Regions from separate parts of the Gossypium hirsutum genome. Here all the other regions are linked to region 1. The links are chromatin contacts, called in public Hi-C maps. All regions are on one chromosome and are shown on one strand. The core of a region is the stretch at or near the end of the contact, and the rest is flanking DNA. Distances in the headings are between cores, read along the strand shown.

Evidence for each region. A called contact is a pair of places that touch in the nucleus more often than the background predicts.
Region 2: a Hi-C map of leaf shows a contact between it and region 1, with 2.9 times the contacts expected there. The contact joins the promoter of LOC107926893 here to the promoter of LOC107893484 in region 1. A contact is called at or near these places in 4 of 34 Hi-C or Micro-C datasets (all in leaf).
Region 3: a Hi-C map of leaf shows a contact between it and region 1, with 2.7 times the contacts expected there. The contact joins the promoter of LOC107913032 here to the promoter of LOC107893484 in region 1. A contact is called at or near these places in 2 of 34 Hi-C or Micro-C datasets (both in leaf).
Region 4: a contact with region 1 is called in a Hi-C map of leaf, with 2.7 times the contacts expected there. The contact joins the promoter of LOC107926277 here to the promoter of LOC107893484 in region 1. A contact is called at or near these places in 7 of 34 Hi-C or Micro-C datasets (hypocotyl, leaf and seedling).

Annotation. Positions count from the first base shown.
Region 1 is chrA08:17,803,165-17,806,238 of Gossypium_hirsutum_v2.1, forward strand. LOC107893484 (RING-H2 finger protein ATL5) reads left to right here and starts at 1,410. Exons shown (of 1, transcript XM_016818524.2): 1 at 1,410-2,600. The coding sequence starts at 1,589. The coding sequence ends at 2,329.
Region 2 is chrA08:17,071,402-17,074,475 of Gossypium_hirsutum_v2.1, forward strand. It overlaps LOC107926893 (U1 small nuclear ribonucleoprotein A), which reads right to left and starts at 1,581. Exons shown (of 5, transcript XM_016857870.2): 1 at 1,239-1,581; 2 at 978-1,150; 3 at 534-627. The coding sequence starts at 1,323.
Region 3 is chrA08:18,417,884-18,420,957 of Gossypium_hirsutum_v2.1, forward strand. It overlaps LOC107913032 (callose synthase 3), which reads left to right and starts at 1,498. Exons shown (of 45, transcript XM_016841505.2): 1 at 1,498-1,664; 2 at 1,752-1,789; 3 at 2,091-2,337. The coding sequence starts at 2,151.
Region 4 is chrA08:17,207,320-17,210,393 of Gossypium_hirsutum_v2.1, forward strand. LOC107926277 (epoxide hydrolase A) reads right to left here and starts at 1,413. Exons shown (of 3, transcript XM_016857130.2): 1 at 673-1,413. The coding sequence starts at 1,137.

The DNA of each region.
Region 1 (3,074 bases), core at 160-2,659:
TATATCTTTATAATTTTTAAAAGATTAAATTAAATTTTTTATATTTTTAATAGAGTCAAAATATAATTTTATTTTTATTAATTTAAAAAAAATATTTCATTTTAGGTACCCGTGCCACAGCTAGTTTCACCCTGGCACCAAACTTGATAGTAATAAAGATTTAAAATATCCAAATTATGTCACTGACTAGTTAACACACCACCTTTGACTTCAGTTAGATATGAATGTTATAGTTTCGCCGTTAAACTGTAAATTGATGGCCACCTACAGTCGCACAAAATTTAATGTTTGCCCTTTCGATACGGTAAAGTTCGCTCCACCAGTAGACACCATTTTAGACCCTCCAAGCCGTAACTTGCCTATTTTGGGAAAACTGTATGGAAATTGTGCTACAAGTAAATACAATAGAGTTATAATTGATTTTAAAATAATTAAAAATATTTTAATGAGAATAATTATAATATTAGGTAATAAATTATATTAGTATCATCTTAAAAATTAAAAAATTTAAACACTAATAAAATAATATCATGTCATTAAATTTTAAAAATAACAATTTTTATACACTCATCTATATCTAATATATTCTCCAACTTAATTTAACTCTAATTAAATTACTTAAAATAATTAATTTTTAAATTATAAACAAGCATCTTTTCTTCTTTTACAAATTTTAATCATTTTATTTTTTTCCATAAGTTAATATTTTTTTGTGCAACCAATTTAAAAAAAAATTAGTAATTTTTGTGCAATTTTTCAATGTCATTGACACATAATATTGGTAATTTTTTAATCCTAAACTCTAAATCTTGAACTCAAACTTTGAACTTTAAACCTTGAACCTTGAATCATGAGGTTTAAGGTTTGAGTTTAAAGTTCAGGTTTAAGGGTTTAGAGTTATGGGTAATGAATTTAGGATTTAGGGTTTGAAATTATGGATTTGAGCTTTGGATTTAGGGTTTGATATTTTAAGTTTTGGGTTCAAGATTCAAAATTTTAGATTAAGAGTTCATGGTAAAAAATTACTAAAATTATGTATTAATGACATGAAAAAAATTATTAAAATATCATTAAATAATTGAAAAATGATAGTAAATAATATAGTAGGAAGAATCCATAAAATAATTTCTCTATGGATTGAGTGTATAATAATAATTTAATATCTTTAAAATTTAATGATGTGATAAAATTTTATTAGTGCATATAAATTTTAATTTTTAAAATCATAAGTTATTCTCATAAAATTATATGATAAACTTTTATAAAAGAATCATAATTGTTACAATTATTGTATAAATTTTAGAATTTGTCACCGGGTGAAAAAAATTATATTTTATACGATAACTTTTATTTAAATTTATTATAATCTTATGTAAAATAAAAAACATCATAATTGTAACCATCAGTGTATAAATATGATACGAAGACAGAGGCACAGGGCAAACACAAACAAAGGCAAAGCAGAGCTCTGCTACAGCTGATTCAATAATAAAAACTCGTCAGGGTTTTTCTACTTTCTATATAGGAACCTTCCTCTTCCTTTCCCTCTCTCCCTTCTTATCTCCATAATTTTTCCTTAATTTCTTTCATGGATAGATATATGGATTTACAAGGGAAACATCTTCATTATGCTCTTAATGGCAAAGTAATGCTCTGCACTGGCGTCGTTCTCTTCATTCTATTACTTACCGTACTCTGCTTCCACAGCTACGTGCGTATCCTCTTCCGCGATATCCGTCGCCGTCACATGCGCCGTCGTGCTCAGCGATTGCTCTCCATTTCCACTGCCGGTACTACTTCTTCCACCACCGGTGCTTCCAAGGGTTTGGATTCTTCCGTCATTAGAACGATCCCTACTATTGTTTACACCACTAAAGCAAGTTATTTCCCTCCGCTGGAATGCGCCGTTTGCTTGTCTGAATTCGAGGATGACGAGAAAGCCCGCGTATTGCCTAAGTGCAATCACACCTTCCACGTTGACTGTATCGACATGTGGTTTTATAGTCACTCTAACTGCCCAATGTGTAGAGCTCCGATCCAGGCTGTTATTCCGGTCAACCCGCCGAAAACATTAGAGCAGACCGCCGCTATAGTATCTGAAACAGCCCTACCATTGCCTCCTGGTGACGATATTGAAGCGAACAGTTTTTTCCCTCCTTCTTCCTCGTCGTCTTCGTCGTCGTCATTGGAGATGGAAAGTTGCCCCATGAAACGACTAGAGCTAGTGGGACTGGGAACTGTTGTGGAGGTCACCATTGGAACTCCATGTGGAATCGGGTTCGGGTTATCGGATCCTGGGTATAAGAAGGATTTGGAGTGTATAGTATAAAGCAGTAGAAATTCCAGAAAAATGCAGTTGGATTTTGTAACCCTGTCAAAGCGCTGAAAAAGGAAAGAAACAAGAATTGGTGTTAGCGAAGACAAGAGTTAGGGAAACAGCTGGCGTTTCTGTCATTATACGTGGCTACTATTTGTTCGAGAGATTAACCCAATTACTCTACCGTCAGCTAGTTGCCTGATCATGGTTGAAAATTGTATAATGAGATCTTTTAATTAGGCTTAAATAACAATTTACCCTCACAACTAGACATTTTAATTCATGCCGCAAGTTTTTTACTTCATTATTTTAATTTTTAAAGTATAAATCTCAAAATTATATATAAACTTTAATTTAATATATAAATTTTAATTTAGTATATTTATATATATATTTATAAAATTTTATTATGATTTAAATGTATACATAGATTTTTATTTTTAATTTAATCATACATATTTAAGAAATATAAATAAATTAATTTATTTTTATATTGGATAAATATAACTATTTGTGTATATCATATAAAAGTATAAAATGATATTATCAATATTTAAATATTAATAATTTATGAGAATCAAATTAAATTAAAATCTATTTATAAAATTATAAATTAAATAAAAAATTATGTATAATTCATCTATTTTCTTAACGAGAAACATCACATTCTAAAATTTAAAAAAAATTATATATTAAAAACTTCAAACCAAACCCACTAATTTTTTGGGCTAAAGTGTAAACATGTCCAATCAATGCC
Region 2 (3,074 bases), core at 331-2,830, 730 kb before region 1:
AATCTCTACAGAAGTGAAAGAAAGAGCACTACACAAAAAGTTAAAACTGTATGTCACAGATCAGAGCTATCAACAAGTTAAAGAAATAGGGGTTATAAACAGGCTTAATCTGAAAAAACAGTACATTTCAGTGCTGAGTTTTACTTCCCCATCAACACCTTAATGTGCACCAAAGGTAACAATGCCGGCAAAACTAATGACTTAATTGGTGGGGCAAAAGAAAATAAAAGTCAGAAGAGGAAGGAGCTGAAGGAGGGAGATTTATTTTGACATTAAGGCAATTTATAATGCATCTAAATGGGCATGTCAAATTGATCAGCAACATCTCAATAGTAAGCCATGCAAAATTAGAAGGCAGGTCTAAAAAACTCAAGGCTATAAATCCAAGTAGAAGTAAAGAATCTATTATTAACAACATTTGTAGCAATACTAATTGCATGCACATACATAGACAATGGCATGCAACAACACCGATATTACTTGCTCAATTGTTAGCGTTTCTAACCAAAGGTGAAAGAAAAAGTGGAAAGTACCCTTTTCGTCATGCCTCTTTCGCTTCTCTCGGGGGACAAAAGAGCCATCTGCTTTTGCTATTATGTCAGATTTAGTCTTTGCATATTGTATTCTCTGCAAATAATTGCACGTTACATACATTATTCACAGTAGCAAAGGTTTTAATGCTTTATGGAAGCAGAGAACACAGTTAACATGAATCACCGGAATACAAAGAAAATCCACTTTGGTGTCCATAAATACTTCATATACTTCTGATTTTTTATTTTTTTTTTACTTTCGACATAGTAAAAGAAACCCAGTCATTTGATGCATTTTCCACTAACAACAAAAGGCTAACAAACCAATATAGTCAAATATAAAAGAAGAATCTGAACAAAGAAATCAATTGAAAACCCAGAAGAAACAAAATTGTCGAATATGCAGAGGTAGAAAAAATTCGAAAAAAAAAATACTGCGTATACCATTTCCTTGTCGTAAAAAGGAAAGCCCTGCATTCGCCCAAGAGCATTGGTAGCGGAGGTAACATCCTCGAAAATAACCCAAGCTTGACCTTTATGTTTCAGAGTTTTAAATGCTAACACATCCAATATCTTCCCAAATTGTGAAAAGACAGCGTGCAACGATTTCTTCAACTCTGCAAACATCATTCAAGGAAAAAAAAAGTAAGAAGAAAAAATCAATGTAAATCCATTTTAATTTGAATAAAGAATTGAAATAAGTACGGTCGATTTTGATCTTCTCGTTGAGATTGTTAATGTATAATGTCATATTGGGAGGAATTTCTTCATCCTGACTAATCTCCGCCATGTTTCCCCCTGGCTCAAGCTCTAACCACAATCAAGCAGCAATGAATGAGTGAGACGAGCAAAACGGAGGTTTAACTTGGGTTTTTTTTTTTTAGGGTCAAACTGCCCTAATCGGTTGCAGAAGAGTTGACAGGGAAGATCCGGAAAGGTTGAGATAAGATTGGGCTGAGATGGATCACTTTTCCTCGATTAGGGCCAATGGCCATGCTCTTTGGGTATTTGGGCAGGGTTCGCTTTGACAGTAACCATTAAAATGATAGATACGAGAATCATCTACTAATCTCTAAGATTAAGATACCAACATAATAAGCATGTCCAAGTCTCATCCCAAATTAGGATCCACAAATCTCTGTAGGAATAAGTCTGGAAAGTCAATTTTTTGAGTAATTTCATAGATTTTACATCAATTCATTATCAAATCAAAAGCTTTATTTTTTCCTTTCAAGCTAAATGATTTTTTATTCTAATATTTAATTATTTTTTAAAAAAAGTATGCTATTATTTGCAATGATTCGTTAAAAATAACGTTTTTGGGTATAATTAAAATGCATTAATTTATTGATTCAAATATCACGATGAAAAATTTTCAAATGATAATTAAAATATTTTAAATAAATGTCACGTATAATATAATTTTATTATATGTAATTAATGTAAAGTAATATTTTTTTTCAAATTAGTAACTAATTAACTTTGATGTTTTAACAAGTAATTATTCTATTTGATATCAATAAAATATAAATTTAGAAATAAGATAAAAGGTGAGAAGTTTCGTAATCAAACTCGTGTTTATATATGTAAGTTTGTTGGCCCTAAAATCTTGATTGTTGGGGATACTTCTAGGCAAGATTACCAAATATTGATAGGTGGTTGTTAGGTCAAGTGTTCTCTGATTAGCTGCTAAATAAGTTGAATGCCTTGGTCTAATAAATATTGGATCATGCTTAACTTATAATATGATATAACAATGTGAAAAATAATTAATTTGATATATTAATACTACAAAACAAAATTAAATATGGTAAAAGGATTATAGAGGTAGTGGATATCAATAAAAATAAAGATAAATTTGGATATTCATGTAAGAATAGTGGACTAAAGTGGATAAGACAATTATCAATACGTCATTCAATTGCAATCTCTATTCAAGTGTTTTGAGATTTTGATAAAAATGGATTAAATTTGGGTAAGGCAAAGTGGAGTAGCTGGCAACACTATGATTTTTTTTTATTGAGTTGGTGTTATTCATTAATAAAATTTAATTTAGTTAGAGAATTATTTAAAAAAATTATCTTATTTCCAAAGTAAATTATATGATTGTGAGAGTATTTTTGTCTTTTTATATAAATCAATAAAAAATTATCCATAATGATATTTGAACTATGGACACTATACATATAAAACTTTTTCATTTACCATTTGAACTGAGATAATTTTTAATTTTTATTTGAAACTTTAATAAGTGTGTTTAGTACCAATAAAGGCTTATTTCCTAAATTATTTACAGAAATGGGCCATTTTTAAAAATAATAACGGGTATGGATCGAAAACTACAAAAATACGTTGACATGGACGCATTTTTAGGAGATAACCCAGAAAAACGCTTCCACATCAGCGCTTTTTTCCTTGTGTCAAGCACAAGCGCTTTGACGTGGACGCGCTTTTGGCCATGTAATCCTCAGTGGGTTATTTGCTAATTAGGGCCTAAGTTTAAGGTTCTTGAGTTTGATTAGGGTTTAGGAATTTTTAAAT
Region 3 (3,074 bases), core at 248-2,747, 610 kb after region 1:
ATTGGTTGACACTTGACACCAATGATCAAAACTCAAATTCTAATAATTCATTCACTCTCCAAATTTATAATGATAGAAAAAAATTAATTATCATTCAAATATATCAGATTTAGGTATAGACTGAAAATTATAATTGTAAATAATAATTATATTAGGTTAAATAATCGACTTTACTTTAGAATAGCGAAAGCTTTCCATTTATTATTTCTGGGTTGTAATAGCTAAACCCATTTTGAGAAGAGCCTGGACTTTTGTGTGTGATTATGGGGTTTAGCTAGGAAAAAACTTATATGGGAATTTCAGAGTTAGGACAAAGCAAACCTACAATCATCTCCAACAGTGGGATATGATCTTATAAACCTATTTTTCCTTTTCAAAATGCTTATCCCTTTCTTTTAATCAAACTTCTAGTTTACCACCAACCCAATCTTTTAAGTGCCACCTAATGAAGAGGGAAAATTCTGAATTTACAATACATATTATAATAATTACTTATCTCATCTCTTAATTATGAGATTCATAAAAATAAAATATATTTCATGATTATCTTCCTCTAACTTAGAGAATTAGTCACTGTTACTTAAATGCATGTCTCTTTCATTTACAATTTCTTCCTTTCAACACTAAACATCAAATAAAATAATAATAAATACTGAATAATAATGAGTTTATTGAGGATAAAATGGTCCTTCTATATATTTGAAATGATTACTATTTCTGTTTCCCCGATAACTTTGCTTCAGATTGTAAAGAATCTTACCTTCTTCTTGAAATTTGATTTTATTTATTAGAAATACCCTTGATGTTATTTGTCAATTTGATGATGATAAAAGTATCACGTAGGTTTTTGAATTAAAAATTAGATTGTATTTTATTTATTTTATTTAAAAATTACATAAATTAATAAAAAATAAATTTATTATTTTTGTTAAAAATTAATTTATTTATGTTGTTAAAAATTAATAAGACTGACGAAACAATTAAACATTTACGCATGACATTTTATGTGTATCTTCTTTTGAAATATAAAGACTAATTTACTTATCTTTTAAATAAAGAAGACAAAATATAATTTCACTCTTAATAAAAAAACTTTCATAATATTTTTACTATTTCTTGATATAAATGGTGGAATTTGTTTTTTCACATATGCTAAGAGGAAACTTTTTGTATAAATAAAATTTAATGAAAAATTTATCCGTTGGTAATTTACATATCTTTTCTATTATCTTTCAATTTTAAAATTATAACTGCTGACTAAATAAAACTGTTATTTAAAAAGAATTTAAGGTAAACAAAAGCTTGGTAGAGATTCTTTTAATAGTAGAAAATTTGCAGCGTGTATTTTAATTGAATTAAAGAAGTAATTAATAAAATAAAGAACAAAATGCTTTAACCACACAGTGGCAATTTCGTAATTTTAATAGTCTTGAAACCTCATTCTCTGCCCACCTCACTCCACCAATAGCAGTTAAAAGGAAAAAAAAAAAAAAGGAAAAAGATAGAAGGGAAGAGACCATAGCTGTGGGTTGTAAACTTGTGTTTTTTTCTTAGCTTTACTCTCTTTTTTGCTTCCTTTGATGCTAAGTAGCTTAAAGTAGCCGCCCTTCTGTTTCTCCCTCTCTATATCTGGTTTTCTCTTCTCTCTTAGGGTTTTTCTCTCTGTGAGCTCTCTTTCTAGTTTTGCTTTCTAATTTTCTCCTCACATTACCTTTACTGTTTCAGTGTTTACCCTGTTCCTGTCTATGCAGGTGATTTAATAGCTTAAAATCTTCTTTCTAGTGACCTGGTACTTCACTCTCTTTTCCCAGCTACTTTATTTTATGATGTTCGATTAAGGTTTTACTTTGCTTGGCCTGTTTTTTACTCGATGTTACTGTAGTTTTTTGCTCTCGCCAGTCTTTTTCTTCTCGTTTGAATGCCAGATTTACTTGCTTTTGCTTTCTAGGCTTCTGAAAATTTCCCGTTTTGTTTTGCTTTTTTTGGTTTCTGGGTGTTTAAGTTGAGCTAGGGTTAAATTTTGGTTCTGATGTTGTATGTTTCTAAAAGGATGGTATAAGATGAAAATGATGTTTTTTTTTATGTTGCAGGGAAGTGAGTGTTTTTTCCCTTTTTTCTGTTGAGATTCTGGGTGGAAGACGAGGGCAAAAATGTCCTCGAGCAGGGGGTCAGATCAATCACAGCCGATGAGGCGGATCACACGAACACAGACTGCTGGTAATCTCGGAGAGGCCGCTTTTGATAGTGAGGTGGTGCCATCTTCTCTTAGCGAGATTGCACCCATTCTCCGTGTTGCCAATGAGGTTGAATCAAGCAACCCAAGGGTGGCTTACCTCTGTAAGTTTTTGCTTTAGTTTGCTTTCCTAATATGATTATGGGTTTTTTATGTGATTTTTGATTAATGCTGTTACTTGCCGTATTATTATAGCGTTTGTTTCTAGCTGTTAATATGAGCTAGCCTTATACCGGAGCAGTTCTGAATAACAGGAAATCTAACCAGCTTTGTTAATACTTATTGTGTACTGCTGGATATACATTCTGTGTTATTGCACATGCCAATGAAGATATACATAGGGTTTTGTTTCTTGACTGGTGCACACTGTTTTCTACTTCACTGTGTTAATTATTTTGTGGTACTACTGCTTTTATTTGCATTACTTTCTTGTTATGATACTTACTCTGGTTAGAAACATATGCCTTGCTGGCTCTTGGGTTATTTCCAATTATATATTGTTTAAAAATGGATTTTTTGGTCTTATTGTTGCTATATTAGGAGTATCTCGAAAAAAAAAAAGACCTTATTTTGTTCCCCTTTATCTGTTACAAAATAAGTAGCAAGAATTGGAACTCTGAACCAAACTGTTTGTGAAATTTTCTAGTGTTGGAGTTATTTCGCCCAGATGGTCAAGAAATAGTACTTTTTCCTGTTTTATGTCCTCAATACCTTAAAATGATACTTTTCAGAGTGCGGTAATTTAGTGTATGTTTGACATCCGTACATACTTAGTTTTGCTTTGGGGCTGATATATCAAATTCTACATTTTATGTTTTTAACATACTTTTTACATCTATAA
Region 4 (3,074 bases), core at 163-2,662, 600 kb before region 1:
GCTTAGGCTAAGATAAAGACCCAACTATCATATTTAAGTTGCAGCAAGTCCCCCTCGAATGAAGCATTGATGGAGTGACAAAGAATCTGTGTTCAAGTCTCGGTGACACCAGTCATGGGTTCAATCCTTAGACAACCTCTACGTCTACTTGTTATTAAAAAAGTTTCAACAAGTCCCCTAACATGTAAGTCGGAGGAATGATGAACGAGATTCACCAGATATTGTTAAGATTTGAACTCGAGAGTTCTGATATCATGATAAATTCGATTAGCAATTATTCCAAAAAAAAGAAAAAAAAGAAAAACAAAATGAACTTAAAATGCCGAGACCAAATTAATTGGAACGGCAGAGGGTGGGGCAGGAAACTTAAATGCTAAAAACCCATTACACAAGAATAGAGATAAGGGGCCCCAATTATTCCCAAATCACAAAATCTATGCTTCTTAACTATCCCAAAATGTACATACTCCAAGTGAGTCAAACAAGTCTCTCATGCAGAACAATCAAACAAGGCTTAAAAAAAGGGTGAAATAGATTGGATAGCTGTAATTTGTGAAGATGGTTTATTAAAATTGTGTTGAACATAGCTGCTGTTTTGCACTTCCCCATCATTGTAAAAATTGACAATTCAGAAGATAGAAGAGAAAATATAAACTAGGTTAAGTGATTCACCTGAAACCTGCAAATATAAAAATCGTCACCAAACAAAGCTCTATACCCATCCACAGTCTTCACCTTGGGGTTCCTAGGATGATAAGGAACGCTCAAGTTGACCAAAGCCTTGATTCTATCAGGCCTGAACAAGCAAAAATTCCAAGCAATCATCGCACCCCAATCATGCCCCACCAAGAACACCTTGTCAACACCAAGGGCGTCGAGGAGGCCTACGAGATCCCCCACAACGTGAAAAACAGTGTATGATTCGGGCGATGGAGGGGCGTCGCTGTCACCGTAGCCACGGAGATCGGGAGCGACGCAACGGTAGCCAAGGGATGAGAGCGAAAGAAGCTGGCGGCGCCAGGTGTACCAAAGCTCAGGGAAGCCGTGTAAGAAAAGGATTATTGGGCCGGAGCCAATGGATGCCACATGCATCTTTATGCCGTTGGTGGTCACCGTGGTGTGCTCAATCTTCTCCATCTTTATAGCTTTGGCCTCAAAGGGTGGAGTGGTGTGTGTGTTTAAACTTCAAATAGAGTTTTTGGTTTTGGGATTTTGGCTGTTACTTATGATTTACGCTTTGGATATAAAATAAATAAAAAAAGAGAGTGAAAGACGAAGATGGGAAATCCAAATTTTGATACACTGTAATGTTCACACCTCACAATGGACTGCCACCACTTTCACTAAAAACAGAATTACAAAATGAGGATAAGATTGAAAACTGTTATTATTATTTCAAAACAAAAACTTTTTTACAAATTAAATGTAATATTAGATATTCATATCACCTGATGGGTTAATTTGGGAAAAAACTTTATTACAAATTAAATCTAATATTAAATATTGATATCACCTTATTTGTCATGTTGAAGTGTTAATTTGGTATTTAACTAAAGAATGTTAATTTGGGAACGTATTTTTTTATTCCATAAATAATTTTAAAAATTTGTTATATGTTTTCTTAAATGTTTATTTTTTTAAAACCACTATAAGATACTTGTCAATTCTCTAATTCTACTTGTAGAGTTTAAAAACTCCACTAACAATATAATAAATATTTTCCTTTAAGTTTAGTATGTTTGAGCTATATTATGATATTATTTTATTGAAAAAATATATTTATTTTAAGCAAGCTTATCACATATAAATATTAGCCAATTCAATACCCTTAACTTTGTCACTGTTATCATTGTAACATATAAGAGAGTGTGGGTTAAACATATATCAACTAAGGAAGATACAATAAATAATTTCTTACTTGATATTAAGAATTCTAAGAGATGGAATTATTTAGATGAATAGGGTCGTGGAATCGAGGTGGTCAACCCATTATAAGTTGAAGGAGAAGATTGCCACATAAAGATTTCATACATGATCTTAGTCGCATGCTTCAACGAAATAAACTTGATTTAAATGCTTCTCACAACATGCTCCACTGAACCAGTCTTTTTACATCACTGAAATCTTTTCTTATCTTTGATCTGGACATGCTTCAACAGGGGTGAAGCCAGAAAATTTTTTTAGGGGGGGCCAGATGAAATTTTAACTTTTTATAGTTTATATTTTTATAATTTGTAAAGGATTAAATTGAATTTTTATAATTTTAGGGAGGCCAAAGTGCAATTTTACCTTTATTAATTTAAAATTTTTAAAAAATTTCAAGGGCCTAAAATAGAATTTTCTATTTTAGGGGGGACTAGGGCCCATGCCAGCCCCCCTAGCTACGCCCCTGTGCTTCACTGAGACCAGTCCTTCTGCTCTACCAAAATCTTTTCTAATTTTTAAGTTATTCAACCACGATCCATCGTACCATTTTTTCGCTCCAATGCCACCAACAATTTAAACTATAGGTGGATCTAGAAAAAAATCTCTACTCCAGTGTGATGATATTTTAATTTTAATTTTTTTAATTAAAACTTTTAATTAGATTTATACTTTTTAAAGTTAAGCTTGTAAGCTTTAAGAAAAACCCAAATATTTTCACTTTTTTTAACCAATGTATCTTTTAGGACTAATTTACAGTTCATAAAGATTAATCTATTCTGGGTTTATAGTTATCTCTCTCAAGAATGTCACCTTTAAGATTTGAATTGGAGTCTTTCCCTAAAAAATACAACCCAAAATTTTCTTTTAAGTAGGCATATAACCCTTTTTTTTGTAATTATCAACTTTGAATATTGAATTAAAGAGAGAATTTTCTTATATTCATCTTAGGATAATATTGAATTAACCAAGGTTGAAATATCATTGGTTAAAATTGGGTCATAATTTTTTAATATTTTGTTTCAATTGATATTATTGATTCTTCTCTAAATAAAATAGTCAATAATTTCTCTTTGTAACTTGTTATTAGGAGAAATTATTTTATAGACCCTTTCCACCATATTATCTATGGTTCTGTCTAATTAGAAAAT